2 separate regions of the Zea mays genome follow, and region 2 is linked to region 1. A link is a contact called in public Hi-C data. All regions are on one chromosome and are shown on one strand. Each heading gives the region's core, a stretch centred on a gene start, on an enhancer-like site or on the middle of the called end of the contact. The rest is flanking DNA. Distances are from core to core; before and after follow the strand shown. Region 1 holds the start of LOC100193729. Region 2 holds the start of LOC103646424 (regulator of nonsense transcripts UPF3).

Region 1 (7,960 bases), core at 3,248-5,747:
GTCCTCATCCGAAGACTCCTCCGTCCACTCAACCGAACTCCCAGAGTCACCAAAATCAGAAAACTTAGACGTAGACTCATCCGATTCATTCCCAGCAAGCACGGTCGAAGCCGCCACAAAATTAGCAGTAGCGGTTGCTTGCGCAGGCCCAAACTCCTGAACCTGCGCAGCAACCAAGGTTCAGTAATACAGACAAAATTCTCCAACTATCCCACACCCACTAAGCCACCTGCGAAGACCCAGCCGCCGCCTTAGGATCCTCCGCTGCCGGCTCCGTCGCCGCCTTCGGGAGATCCTCCGCTGCCAGCTCCGTCGCCGCCTTCGGGGTTCCCTCCACCCTTGGCACAATGGTTGGCGACGAGCCACCACCGGACACAGTAGCTGTAGGGGCAGCGTGGGAGCCTTCGCCGGTTTCCAGGGGCGGTGCCGGGTCGACCTCAGCCTCAGCCTCCATCGGGTTGGCCTCCGCTTCGGGCCGCACGCTGTTCAGGGGTCCGAAGTCCTCCACGACCTCGGCACGCGCCGCCTACAACACAGCACACTGATTCAGCAAACCCACGTATACCCACATCCAACAACATTAAACAAAAAACAAACTTTACCTGATCCCTCGCCTGGTCGGACCGCTCCCTCACCACCTCCCGACCGTGGGGGCCCCACATCCGGTCGAAGAGGGCCCCAGCGGAGTCCTTCACCACAGGGTCTTCGACCTTATAAATCTCGCGCCCAAAATCTTCATCAGATCGGTCGAAGACCTCAAAGTGGCTGCACCCCTCGCGGGACAGCGCGTTCATCGCCCCTTCGCAGGTGACGAGGGAGGCAAAGGACATAAATCCTCCACAATGGTCGGGAGCGCCAGCAACTCCTCTTGCAGCCACTCGAGGAAGCGAAGGCCCGCCTCTCGGTCGGGCACTTCGAAGTCAGCAGTCCGCGCGCTCAGCTCGCGGTATGAGTCCACGAGCTGTTTGCGCGTCCGCTCAACTTCCGAGCGCGTGGAGGCCTCGGCCCTCTCCATGCGGGCCTGCAGAGCGTTATGCCGCACCTCCCATTCCTCGGCGCGCTGGCTAGCAAGACTGCCATCCACCCACGCCAAATTGGCCTCCACCTGCGCCGCCTGCGCCTTGGCGAGGGCCTGGTTGGCCTCCCTCCTCTCCTCCATCAGCTGGCGCCGAAGGCCCGTCCTCTCGCCCTCCAGGGCGGCCACCTTTTCCGCCAGCTTGCGGCACTTGCTATCCGTGGCCGATTTTTCCCGGACAGCGTCAGCATGCTGCGCCCGAAGTCTCTCGACTTCGGCAGAGACACCTGCAGTAAGGGCCCCCGACGCCACGAGGTCGGCGAAGTTGGCCGCCTAACAGACACAGATAAGACCATGATCCCCATAAAAGCGGTGAAACCGAAGTCCAGCTCAACCTGAAAACCGAAGTCCAGCTCAACTTACCTGACTTAGCCGCTGCGACGCCTCCCTCAGCCGGCGGGACACAGTGCCCCGCTTCGTCCTTGACTGCAGTAAGCGCCGAAATCTCACCACTAGCTCTAAGAGCGCTACCGGTCACCCCAGGCACCGTGGCAGACACCGTGGTCGCCACCGCAGACGGCACAACAGCAAGTTGCCCCTCGCCTGATCCTGCAATGCATCACCAGTCAAAAAAAACTTACCAATGATTTAATCGTCCACACTAATGTTGGTGCCGAAGTCGGCAATGCGCTTCCCTGGCGAAGGCAATTCCCGGGCCTTCGCGGCTCCGGCCGAGGCAGACTTGGTTCCGCCGGCGTCGGCCGCCTTCGCGCCCTCCGGCACCTTGCTGGACCCAGGGGCGACCGGTTTCGCCATCACCGTCGGCTGGCTTCCGCCGAGGGCGGTAGCCTTCGCAGTCCCCCGCGCCCTCTTCGGCCTAGCCTCGGGAAGCCTGATGACCGCCCGACGCTTCTGCGCAGCTTCCTGGCGATCCTTGTCCATCACTGCCGACACAACAGCAGCAATATTCTGCCCGTAAGGAAACACTCTCAAGTCACGAACCATGCGAGATGTAAAGAAGTCTTCGTCGGCCGCGCGGGGGATAGGAACGTTCTTAGGCCATCGACCCCCGGTAACCTCCAGCATCCGCGCCGAAGACTCCCGGAGCTCGGGCGAAGACATCCTTCCCCCGGGGGCCGCGCATGTCCCCATCAACTCCATAGCAAAACTATCGGAGACCCCCAGTTCCCCCATCGCAGTACCTAGCTTCCTCTTCTTAGTAGATGGGGCGGCCGCCGGCGCGGGGTCGTTTTCAGTCTCGGCCGCCGGTTTTTTCCCGCGGCGGTCGACAACATCTTGCCCAGGATAACCGCCATACGGCAAAAAGTTCAACTCGAAGACCCTATTTAGGTGGTCGTTGGATCCGCGTATATCCCAACTCCGCTGGGCCTCCGTCTTTGGCACGTAGCGACCAACAATCCGCACCGCCCCATCCTCCGCCTCACGCACGAATGCGGCGGGATCTCGGTCATGCAAATCTAGTGCGAAGGCAGGACTCCGCACCAGCATCCCGCCGCGAGAAGGCATCTGGCGAGGGCATACTTCGCCCAGCGCCCAGCCACACTCCAAGGGCCACACCCCATACTCGACAAACTCTTCAACCAGATCGCGTCCGCTGCTCATGCGGGCCGCGCACCGAAGGGCCTCTTCATTTTCATCCTCCTCCGCTACCTCAAACTGCGGGTACGCTGAGTAATAATGCGAACACATCTCGGCCACTGGCAGCCCCGGATGGTCTTCGACTGTGCCTTCGGCAACATAGAACCAAAATTCCCACCAGTTGCCCCATTTATTGCGGGTGCAGGGAACCAACTCAACGACTTCCATCGAAGTCTTGCCGGTCTTCGGCGTAAATGTACAAGATCCAAATTGAGCAATCTTATTTCTGATTCTCCTTTTCTGCCAATGCAGACAATAATACTTCGCGAAGACTTCGACCGATGGCTGCCCGCCGTACGAAGTCGTTGCCCAGACATATTTTGACAGGGCCACCACGGCATTCGGCGTCAGCTGGTGGACCTGGACATTGAATCTACGCAGAACTTCCCCCATAAATCGATGCACAGGCAGACGAAGACCAGCGGCGAAAAAAGCCTCGAAGACGACCAACTCGCCTTCCGGCTCGGGGACCTCCTCTGTCCCCGGGACACGTGCCACTCCGCCGCCGAAATAACCAAGTTGTTGCATGTCCTGCACGCGAACCGAGGACATCCGCGACACGCCAAACTCCACTGTGTCGCCGGCGCGCAACTCCTCCGCCGCCACATTGCTCAGCGTCTCCTCGGACGACGCGCCGGCCGGCGGCGGCGTATCGGAAGTAGAAGAGGAAGAGGACGGCATCGCTACGTACCGTCGGCGGCGGCGGGCGGTCCGCTTCACACGGACCAGATCTCCGACGAGCAAAAGCAAGGAGGGCAGACGAGCAGCGGGCGGTTTGAGAAGGAAATTAGGGTTTTCGCGGAGCGCGGAAAGATAAGGTTCAAAACGCGCCGCCCCCGCCCCCTTTTATACACAGGGCGCGGCGCTTCGGGAAACCCGCATTTCAACAGTACGGCGTCAATCAACGGTCATGTCAAAAACCCCCGCGGAACCACTTCGAGCGAGGGCAGCGTCTCCACCATCTAGCGACGTCTTCGGCACCAGATGACTTAGTCGAACTGGTCCCTCGGAGGGCAAATGTTGGGGCAAAGGCGAAGACGCCACCCTTCGCTCGATGCCTTCGCCAACCTTGCTACACCAACGGAGGCAAGACGACTGGCAGATTTACCCTTCGTCCCACGCGTCGCCGGACGAAGACCTGCGACGAGGTCGTCGCATCCTGCGGCCTCGTTCAACATGGAGGCCCACGTGTGATCCGGCCCATTGTAACAGGCCCTGCGTGGCCGCTGCGCATTACGGGCCTAATTTGTAAAGGTCTCCCTGTAATTACAGTCTGTAACCCTGCTTTATGGGAATATTCCGGGGATAACCTAGGTGCCTGAGGGCACATGCGTCCTTAACACTAGACGCTGGACACTCAGATACCTATAAATACCCCCGCACAGTGCCCTTGAGAGGCTATATTAACAGAGCTATTACTATCTCGAGCAAAAACCCTATTTACGTTGCTTCACTCCTCCGTTGGATCAACTTGCTCGGGAGAGCAAGTTCCAACAATTTGTTGTTGAAAGTTTGTGATGTTTGTCTTTCTTTTATGAATATAAAACAAGTGCTTTTACCGTGTGGTTAATGTGCAAAATAAACTATAGGAAGCGTGAAATAGCTTCTCAAGTCCGATGATTAAATAGAGATATTTTGAAATCTCATTTAAAAATTCGTTGGACAATGATTTTTTTATAATAACATTTTAAATTAATTTTAGGGACTTTTTTTACTGGTGAAGATGCTCAATCTCTACGGACTACGGATAAGCCAAAGCCAAAATTGCAAAAGGACCCTTATATATGAGCCTCGCTTCCGTGAATCCTCCTCTTTCCCCCTCCCATCGCTCGGGAAGGCGAAGGGTCAAGGCGTCTGGCACTTCAGCTTGTCCCTTTTGCAGCTTGCTCCTGGAGTCCTGGTTGCTCCGTCTTATCCGGTCGGGCTCTTGTCCGACGAACGTGTGGTTGTGGCACTCGGTAGGTCCCTTCCGCGATCCTTCATGATTTGTTTTGCTCTAAAAAACCCTTCTTTTTTTTGCTTTTTAATCTACTAGTATAGCAATGCTAGATCACGTGTTCGAAATCATTCGTGTGTCTCTTCTGATCCAGTAGCGCTAGAGCATCTTATCTTTCAGATTGATTGAGATTTCGTGTGAATGGATGAGTTGGGCAAACGAGGATTTTCATTTTTACTGTATCCGCATTTTGGCCATCTACAGAGGAAGTACACTGAGCAGGGCATTCCATGGAGCTCGAGGCGATCGGAAAGCGACTCCGTATAAGCAGCGGCAGCAGCAGCTTGGCCGGCGACAGGCTGACCTCCCTGCCGGATTGTCTCATCCACCACATCATGTCCTTCTTGAAGGCCCGTCAGGTGGTGCAGACCTGCGTGCTGTCCACCAGGTGGAGGCACCTCTGGCGCTCTGTGCCATGCCTTGACATTGACCAGGACGAGTTCAAGGCCGCCGGCTCGAACCGCATCACAGAGAAGGAACAGGAAGACTTCGAGGACTTTACCGACCACCTGCTTATACCTAATAATATTTCCATTGCGCTCCTGGATACACTTCGTCTGCATGTTAGCGATGATGAATATTATCATCGTGGAGCATCAGTTAGATGGATCCGTCATGGCATAAAGTACAGTGCCCAGAATCCTGGCATTATGCACAAGGAATCGAACTTAGCCTTTTGGCGCCTCAAAAAACTACACCTCTCCGGTGTATATCTGGATGGCAGTTTCATGAAGCATGTCAGTTCAGGGTGCCCGTATTTGGAGGTTCTCGAGCTCAAAGATTGCCCGTGCACATTTGAAGAGGTCACATCCCACACACTGAAGAACTTGATTCTGGAAAATTGCGGATGCAATGAGCTTTCTGGGATTACATCACCCACGCTGAAGAGTTTAACAATTATTGCTAGTGGATATTACCACATAAATAGGCTGGTTTTGAAGGCCCCTGCTGTTGCTTATCTGCTCCTGGATGTGAATGCTTATTTTGTTAAACGCGATGTTTCATTTGATGAGATGTCATCTCTTGCCAAGGCTTCAATTTATCTAAGGGACAGTGTAGGAAGTGGACTCAGCAAGGACCAATTCAAGCTTCTTTGTAGTGTGTCTAATGTGACAACTTTGGTGTTGTCAGGTTTCCAGACAATGGTTTGACTGCTGTCTTCATCCATGTTTTCTTACTGCTCTTAATTATATTGTGGTTCCATTTTTGTTACTCAACGAACTATACAATACATTCCAGGTGATCAGTGAAGAATTCCCAGAATTCCATAACCTTTTGACCTTGTTATTGGAAAAATGTGATCTTACTGACAACTTCCAGATGTTGGCAAACTTTCTTCAGCATTCACCTGATTTGGAGAAGCTCACTTTGGGCCGTTGCAAGGTATACTGCACTTTTGACATTGAACATCTGATCCTGACTAATTCTCTAGTTCAATATCGTACATTTTCTGTGATGTGAACAGTTCTCAAAAGATCCCAAGAAAAAGAAAGGAAAAGCCAGATTGAGCAAGGGGTGTCTGAACCAGTTTAACGTCCGGTGCAAGAACCTCAAGCTTACTGAAATTATCTATGAAGACGACGATGCGAAAAAGGTGGTGGAACTTTTGTGGAGCATGTCAGGGGACCTGCCCAAGAATTACATAAAACTCACCAAGGTTGACCCGGATCATCCTTAGTCCAGGTCATCTGGCACTTGGTCACACAGTGGCTTCTATGAACTTTGCTTGCATGCCTCCCCTGTGTTTAGACGTCCTTAGTTGAACTGCTGGGCGTGTTCTTTTGGACTCATTTCTAGATAATTTAGTTCTACGAGCTATGGTACTTGTTTTGTGTGGTCTGCAGCTCGAGACTCTAGTCCTTATGGTGTAAGCTTGCATGCTTCAAAGGGAACAGAAAATTGCATGTTTGCTTCGTTTCCTTGTATATCCGGTTTCAAGTTTGGTGGATGCAGGCTGTTTCGAAATGAATCTTCGAGTTCATTTCGTATTTTTGTTGAGCTTGCATGCGTTCACTAATCTACAAAGCTAATTCCCAATCTGTTATGCTTAAACTTCGCACTGATTCGATGGACTTCTGGTTGGACCTTGCATCCTGTATTCCTGTGCCTTTTGGTTTGGTAACCACTTCTCATCTCCTGCAACCGATGAGCCAAAATGCCATGAATCCTTTGCAGACCATCAGTTTTTGTGAGAGGGACCTCTGGCCTCTAGCATTCTGTTGTCATGTCTCTATCCACCGCTCTACTCCTGTGCTATAAAAATCAGTCCAACTTCATGGATAATATCATTCCTGATTCTGCTACACTGCTCTCACTTTGTCTCTACTTTTCCTTGTGCAACTTCTGAGTGTTATTCGACTTCTGTGATGCATTCTCATTTCCATCCCCGATTAAGCTCTAACTATGGAGGGTTTCAGTTGTGGATCGACCAGTCAGTTGTGCTCTTGCACTCTTGCTCCCACAGTTGGCCCATGCGTGTTCCTAGAAGCACCACATTTTTTTAAGATAAAGGATAATCATCCAACCTCGACATGCACCAGTGTGTGAATTTGGCCCAAATTCCTACCAACCACAACACCAAAGGGATATTTGAATTCACTAGAATTAGTAGTTAGTTGACTAAAAAATTACTAGTGCATTAACCAGCTAACAAATAGTTAACTAACTATTGGCTAATTTGCTAAAAATAGTTAATAGTTGAACTATTAACTAGACTGTTTATACGTCTTCAGCTAATTTTAGCAGTTAACTATTATCTTTAGTGTTCTCAAACACCCCACGCTAATAGATTATAATCTTTACTCTTATAAAGCCCAAATTTACTTGATTTCTACGGTCATTCCTTTAGAAAAAAAAGTCCGAACACTTCTCTCTAATTTAACCCGCTGCCCTAGACTCTTAATCTCAACACTGCCTCCGTAGCTTTCCCTCGCTCTCATAGAACCCTTGCTTTGTTCCCCTCCGTCGCCTCGCCCCGTTCTCTTGGATCGCACCGTGGAAACCGCTGCCTCTTCTCTCTCCCGACCTCCCCATCTCAATGTTGTCTCTATGGATACACATTGAGACAGATTTTGAGGCTGAGCGGGATGGCCTCCCTCCCCACCCGCTCTCTCCCCCACGGCGACCGAGCTCCCCCCGCCGCCGCATCCTCCCGATCTGCCGTTGTCCCGTCGTCCTCGGCAGATCCCACCCCCAGGAAGCCAGATTCGACCCAGTGTACTCCCCTAGCACCGCTAGCTCGGCCTCCCATGCCCCTGCCCCCACTGTCGCCGCCTCCACCACGCTCTCAC
Region 2 (7,960 bases), core at 3,381-5,880, 230 kb after region 1:
TGGTATTTCGGTATCATGGTGTCTTAGTAGTTAGTACAAAATTAAGCTGCATATATTCAACATTATGAATGCATGGTTCGTGTACTTTCTGTGCCACTTCGATTTTACCAACACATTGTGCTTTATGTTCTACAATTTTCATGTCATGCATTTTATTTTTACATAGTAGCCAATCACTGCTATCCTTTTGAAACTATTTAAGTTGCTATTGAATGTTGTCAATATCTACCTATAATAGACTATTTGATCTAGGTTGTCAGTATCCACTTACGATACACTATCTGATCTGGGTTCTTTCATAGCATCAGACTACATACCAACAAAAGATTGAACCAAACCAAACTAAATCACAGATACAAAATTTCACAAATTCTATCTTATGATAGACGCTATTTTCTAAGATTTCTATAAGGATAGCGTATTTGATAACATTGCAATCAGTCAATAAAGGAAACATATATGATAAGTATTTTTCTCTTTTAGTTTCTGCTAATTAACACATTTGTATTACAACTTCAAATCCCTCTCATCAACTATCACGCGACCAGATATCCTTGATTTTTATATATCTTTTTAAAATTGTAAAGCTACACAAAATCTTAAATAACTTTGTAATCATATCTACTGCTACATACTAAATATATTGGTATTTATTATCCAGTATTTATACTCTTTTTGAGCAATGTGAAACCTATTAAGCCACTAGCTATTTCATATTTACCCTCTGTCTTTTACCCTTTTAGTGTTTTCCCCCTATCTTTGTTTCTTTTGAGTTTGATCCCTAGCCTACCCATAATTGATCAGGACAAAAATCTATGTTGGTGTTATGTTGTTCGTATCAACAAAAGAAAAAGGTAGTTTGGCAAACAAGTGTCCAGGGCCGAGGGCGGTGAAGTATTTATATCTAACACAAGGATTTTAACCACCTTTGGTAACTATGTTTATCAAGATATTGCTAACAAATGCTAGATTTATAGTTTCACAACACTGATACAACAAATTAAAAAACACCGATAAAAGGCCACAAAATAACTTCTCAACTTTTGTTTTACATTAAACACACTATTTGACATTTCTTATCCACTTAATACAGGTTGACGACTAACTTTCAGATCAGCCTAAGAAGTATGTATTATCCAAAAAAGAGAAGCAAACCAAACAACATATACTTTTGATTTTTGTATTTATGAATTATAATTCATTCTAACATCACAAAACACATATAAGATCAAGACTAGCCAACTCCACGAACAACAGTAAGGTTCTACAGACCCTAGACCCATAACTGTTAGATCATCGTCGTTGCCACCAAGGTACTACACCATCTATTCTCATTCGCTCTACATAGTTTGTAATCAATATAATTTGCATATTATTGTTCACTCTCCTTCATAACCATTGAACAACAATACAATAGCTCACATATTCTTTAACAACTAATGTTTCTTTTTTTCTATACAGGTAACTATTTTGCATGCCTATGACGAGAATCGTCACTTTTGGAGCACGGGTGCTTTGTGTACATGTAACCAAACTGCTAAAACATTTGCAGTTATGTATATGTTTAAGCGATCCCTGACCAACTCTTCAATTATGCCACTAATGTACTAAATAAATATGTCATATCGGTTGACTCAACAACTTATGTTAGCGCTAGAATTGTCATCTATGTACACTATGAGTTCTTTAAACGCTAGAGTTTTGTTAAATTTGATTTTGCACTTATGTACTTATTTACTCCATAACGTACACATCATACATTATACTTTGTTATTCAGCTATCGGCAGGCGCGCATGGGCGCGCCCCATACACTAGTATATATAAAACAAAGTAAGTTCTCTATTTTTAGGAAAAAGAGAAGGAAAGCAAAGAAATGAGAGAGTAACACTTGAATTTGGTGAATATTAGAAAAGAAATTTTATACCCCCAAATATAGGGTGTTACATTTAGGCATCTAATGAACAACTTTGTCAAGCAATTTGCTAGTTCTGAATACATGTACCCTACTGCTAAGGCATACATGAAAGAAGTTTATGATATGTACATTGCGAATGTGACACAGAACCCTATCATCGTTGATTGGTTGGATAAGTTTCATAGTTTGTTGTGGTACCACGATGGTTTTAACCCTAGCATCAAGTGTGACTATGTGACTAATAACATTACGGAGCTCTTCAACAATTGGATTAAGGACTACAAGGACCTTCCAGTATACGACCTTGCTGATCAAATAAGGTTGATGATTATGCAAATTTTTCACAAGATAAGGCGGATAGGACGGAGATTAGAAGGAAAGATATTACCCTCCATCATAGCCCAACTAAATGCACGTACTAGAGGGCTTGGGCACTTGGAAGTGATAAAAGGTGATGACTATGTTTCCGAGGTCAGGGACAACATTGATTGCGTATCTAGATATGTGGTGAAGGCATATCTAAGAGAATGTTCATGCCTAGACTGGCAACATACCGGCAATCCTTGCCACCATGCGTTATGTCTAATAACTACACAACAATTCATAAATGCAATGATGGAGGAATTCTTTGATGATTACTACTCTGTCGATATGTTTAGGAAAGCGTACTCACGATTGGTGGAGCCAATTGAGAACAAGTTGTTTTGGCCAAAGGTGGACTTTGCAAAAGAGGTTGGTGCACCCCTTAGTAAAAGAGGTGTAGGACGTCAAAGGAAAAATAGTATGAAGAGTTGTCTGGAGGATGGTAGCGGCAAAAAGAAACCGACAAATGACAACGAGAAAACAAAGAAGCTGATTAGGGGGAAATTTAAGTGCCCAAATTGTGGGGAGTTAGGGCATAGAAAGAGCAACTACAAGTGCCCCCTCAATGGAACAAAGAAAAGGTACTACGTAAACAACTTGCGGGCTATTGTTAATGTTTTGCTAACCTCAATATTGTTGATCTAACCAATATCATCACAGGAAACGGAGGCCGAGGAAAAACACAACTAAAAATGGTTTCCAAATGAGCATGAAGCTTCTACTCAACAACAGCTTGTACCCGAGGAAACAAGCTCACAACAACTTGTAACCATCCCTTCTTCATCGGCACAAATTGTACAAGAGCCTTATACAAGTGAAATTGTGCCACCAGTGGAGTGTTCAACACCTAGGAAATGGAGGATAGCTGTGAAAAAGAAGCTTACTCCGAAGAAGAAGTTCGTATGCACCTAGAGTTGAACCTGAGTTGTACAATCGTAGGCACCTAGAGTTGTGTCCTGTATTTTGCTTCTCTGTAAAGAACATGACGTTTGCTTCTCTGAATTTCTGAACCTGACATATGGTGCAACTGACTGTGTTTACCTTCTGTTTGGAGCAAGTCTCTTTTCACAGAAATCGTTTGTTCACAGAAATAGAAATTATAACAGAAACAAAAAACTAGCTGGGTTTACTTGGTTGTGTTTACTTGGTTGTTCACAAACTCCGTTAACAAAAATTCTTAGTCTGTGTTCACAAATTCTGTTAACAGAAACAAAAACTAGCTGGGTTCACAAATTCTGTTAACAGAAACATAAACAGATTCTTGGTCTATGTTTACTTGGTTGTTCATAAATTCTGACACAGCAGCTTGCTGTTAACAGAAACATAAACAGATGACTTTTGTCACAGTTTCAGTCACAGCAGCTTGGCTGAACTGCTTTTGTCATGGTTTCAGTCACAACAGCTTGGCTGAACTGATTTTTGTCTAATGTCGTGGATAGAATATAAACTATCTAAGTTGTTTACAAAACATATGCCATTGAGGACAAACTACACAGTTCCACAAGACATATTACATAAGGTTCCACGAGACATATTACATAAGGTTCCACATGATAAGTGCAAACAAGTTAACTCAACCGATGGTTGTCCTTTTCACATACATTTATACATAGGCATAATCTAAACCCTCTCACAAACAAATATCTCATATACACTCGTTCATATGTGATAGATGGCGATCATTGATCTCATCCGAGTCTAGATAACTATCTTCATCATAAACCCAGTCATCATTACAGTCACCATCAACATCACCATCGCATTGGAAACCATCGTATAAGCCAAGGGCTTCATAGTCTTCAAGTAGAGGTTGTGGACCAATAAAAACTTCCTCCAGATCCGTGCTCACAGTGTCTAGACCTTCTGCAATTTCATTAACAGCACCGCCAATTTCATGGAGGGGACGAGACTCGGAGGGGAAACGAGCGAGTGCCGACGAGGAGGAGCAAACGACGGAAACGAGCGAGTGCCGACGAACTCAGCGTCGCCAGAAACAAGCGCCGCGAGGAGCAATGGAGGAGAGAAACTGGTTGATCCGTTTTGTGGAATGGGTCAGAGAAACTCTGACGTAACACTGTCCAGGTAAACGAACAATACACAGGTAGAGGGATCAAAGCGCGTTTAAGTACCAAAAGACCAAGACGAAATATGTTATAATACTATAATCTCAATCGACACATTCGGGATACTAACTTTTAGAAGCCCACTAAGGGCTTGTTTGGTTCTACCCCAATCCATATGGATTGAGGGGGATTGAGGGGGTTTTAATCCCTAGTAAGTCAAAATCTCCTCCAATCCGTATCAATCCCCTCCAATCCATATGGATTGAAAATAACCGAACAAACCCTAATGGGAGCTTCTTGGTTCAAAAAAAAAAAACTCAACCCAAACCCCCAACCTATTCGAGCGACGAAACTGGAAAAAAGCACGCGACGACGCGACGGTGAAGGGGAAGTGTGAAGGGAAGCAGAAGCGAGACAAATCCCCACCCGGCTCCAAACCCTAGCCACCTCCCCCGTCCCCCCCTTTTCGTCCCCCAGATCTCGCTGGCGTCTGCTCCGCCTCGCTTCGATGTGACCCCACCCTAGGGTTTGAGACGGTGTTGCGGTGTGTGCGTGTGTCGCGGCGATTCGCGACGCGAGTAGGATTCGAGGTGTCGGCGGCGGTGCGAGCGCAAATGAAGGACCCGGCGCACCGCACGAAGGTGGTGCTCCGGCGGCTGCCGCCGGCGATCGCGCAGCAGGCCGTCGTGGACCAGGTCGATGCGCGCTTCGCTGGGCGGTACGACTGGGCCTGCTTCCGTCCCGGCAATGCCAGGTCCGCGCTCTCTGTGCTTCAAGTGCTTGTGGCGTTGCTGTGGGAGGGTGGTACTATCCTGTTTAACCTATGAACCGTGGTAGGAAGCTATTATTACGTTCCGTTTGCTAGTTGTTGTGTACCCACATCGCAAGCAATTAGCCAGTTCATCCGTGTATTATGGAGGTAGAGCCGTGAGATTAGTTACCGAGTTGTCCAATTTTACCTTTCTCTGATTGTGGTGACCTAATTATTTTCTCTGTCTTGCAATGGCCTGGGAGAGATTCTGAGTTATCTGAATTACAATTAAAGTCTGTTCAAAGTCTAAATTTATTTGCTTTAGCATTGATTGCTACTGAAGTGTTAACTAGAACATAGAACTAGTGGATTGCCTTCTTAGCTGTTTCTCTCTGTTGATTGTATTGCACAATCTGTATCTGACCTACCTGTGCTTTTGATAGAGTTTAAAAGAGCTAAAATCATTGGTTAAGGCAGCAGATTTATTGATTATGGCAGATTCATTTTTTCATTCTATCTTTGTTGCTTCTGGAGTCTGGACTCATGTTTTCATCTTTAGTTGTAGAGAAAGTTGCTGAGAAGAATTAAATCCATCTGATAGTTTAGAACTACCTTTACACATTCAACTTTCTTTGCTTTGCAGTAATTGATTACTGGTTAGTGATTTTCTCTGGCCGTTTTATATATTAGTTTAATGTTACAGGGACTTGTATCTGAGTTTTTTGCTATTATAATATTGATTTTGTGGGGCTTCTCTCCTTTAGTACTCTCAATTTGATCTTCTCTGTAATAGTATTTATAAGTTGATTCATCCTTCAAAATAGTACTCCAACCGCTTTTAATCATTTTCTTTTTTATTTCTCACCGTTGACCATATTGTATCTCTCTATTTTCTTCTCTCCTAGCTCCCCATCGTTGGCTCGACTCCTCTCTCTTCTCACATACAGCATCGCACCGACGGCACAAAAAAACATTGCAGCAGCACGCCGGCGCTGCTGGATGGTGACCGTTCGGCCAACTGCCACCCCTTGCTACGGTCTGAACCACCAGACAGAAGATAGCAGTGTTGCTCATCGTCTTGCACTCCTGCGTCTCTGCCTGGATTATTTGTGTTTCTGTTATTTGTATAGCTGCGAGGGTAATGATAGGGTCAACTTATGTTCTGAGAAATAAAAAAAAGAAAATAAAAATGATTGAAAATGGTTAGAATACTATTTTGAAGGATGAATCAACTTGTAGATACTATTACAGAGAAGACTAAAATGAGAGTACTAAAAGAGAGAAGCCTATTGAAATCAGTACTATAATAGCAAATAATTCGTATCTGAGTTTTTTGCTATTATAATATTGATTTTGTGGGGCTTCTCTCCTTGTATCTACATTAGCAAAATTTTGTAGGAATTCCTTCTTGAGTGATTCATGTTTTTAACTGATTTGCTATCCAATTGCTTAGTGCTTATTTTGATTTGTTTTGGCACTTCCGTTTCCCTCTTTTCATAGTGTTTTATGCAGTATATTTCCGTTTTGCTTTCTTTTTTATTTATGAACAATAAATCACAATCAAATTTTCTGTCAGTGACATGTCCTGCATGTTTAGTTGAATATTTTTTTCTTTTGTATTATAATTGCGGACTGTTTACTTCGTGTAAACTGTAAAGCAATTCTCTTTGCTTGAGCATGTTAGTACATTGCTTAATTTTGAAGCTACATGATTGTGACATTCTTTTTTTTTCATCTTTTTATCCAGCCAAAAGAATCATAGGTATTCTCGACTTTACCTAAATTTCAAGCACCCAGAGGATGTTGTTGAGTTTGCTGAGGTCTTCAATGGACACATATTTGTGAATGAAAAGGGTATTTTCTTCCATATTGTTGAATTTTGTTCATGATAATCTATATTTAGGATGTGCAGCTTTTATACATTTTAATTTGATCATATTGTGCCAACTTCAGCAGTTACAAGCACTGACTCTTTAGTCTCTTTAATAGCAAAAACTATTTGTCCTTAGTGCCATACCCATTTCATTGTTCAGACTTCCTGTGATCTAAGTTTATTATGGGTGCACGCCTTATCATTTACTATGTAGCATCACAAACACAAATTGATGTTATATCTTGATGCTGGATTATTCACATAGCCATTAAACTGAAAGTTGTATATGACTGGGTCTAGTTATAGTTTGCTTCCTATTGGTTGGGCCTAAGTTATAGTCAGCTTTCTAGAATATTGTCTACTTGACCTGATGGTGTATAGGATTCTGTTTTCCCTTGGTGAGTGTGGAAGAAGAGATCAATAGAAACACACTAGTAAAAACTTGTTATGAAGTAAATTTTGAAATCGAATTGGATGTACTTACATAAGGTCACAACATTGATAGCACGTGAACTATGTCATACTGACATTAATATTGTCCTTGACGTTATCGTGCTTGTTGATCCAACTTAGGTCAGCGCTAGAGGTGGTGGCTGGAAGCAAGAACACCATATGTTGGCTTGATAATATTTCTTGTACAGTGTGTTATATTGTTATGCTGAAACAGAAATTAACTACTTAGTGTCTGAATGTTTGGTGTTTTTTGCAACTGTAGACCACATGTCTGAAGTTTTTTTTGGGGGAGTGCCATCTATGTTTGCTTTGTGTAAATTGGGTCTCATGGATGTTATTTATGGTTGTCAGGTGCTCAATTTAAAGCTTTCGTGGAATATGCACCATCACAACAGGTTCCCAAGTCAAATGTCAAGAAGGATGGCCGTGAAGGGACTGTTACGAAAGGTCCTAGGCAATCACTTTACCTAATTCTTTGTCAATTGTATTGTTCTATCATATTACCATTTTCCTAAACTTGGATTTTGTCATTTTGGAATTA

Evidence for each region. Hi-C and Micro-C count contacts between places; a contact is called where the count stands out from the background.
Region 2: a Hi-C map of leaf shows a contact between it and region 1, with 4 times the contacts expected there. The contact joins the promoter of LOC103646424 here to the promoter of LOC100193729 in region 1. A contact is called at or near these places in 3 of 25 Hi-C or Micro-C datasets (ear and leaf).

Annotation. Positions count from the first base shown.
Region 1 is chr2:49,783,930-49,791,889 of Zm-B73-REFERENCE-NAM-5.0, forward strand. It overlaps LOC100193729, which reads left to right and starts at 4,498. Exons shown (of 4, transcript NM_001138817.1): 1 at 4,498-4,632; 2 at 4,875-5,815; 3 at 5,910-6,053; 4 at 6,136-6,594. The coding sequence starts at 4,901. The coding sequence ends at 6,348.
Region 2 is chr2:50,016,145-50,024,104 of Zm-B73-REFERENCE-NAM-5.0, forward strand. LOC103646424 (regulator of nonsense transcripts UPF3) reads left to right here and starts at 4,631. Exons shown (of 13, transcript XM_008671161.4): 1 at 4,631-5,096; 2 at 6,841-6,947; 3 at 7,771-7,866. The coding sequence starts at 4,957.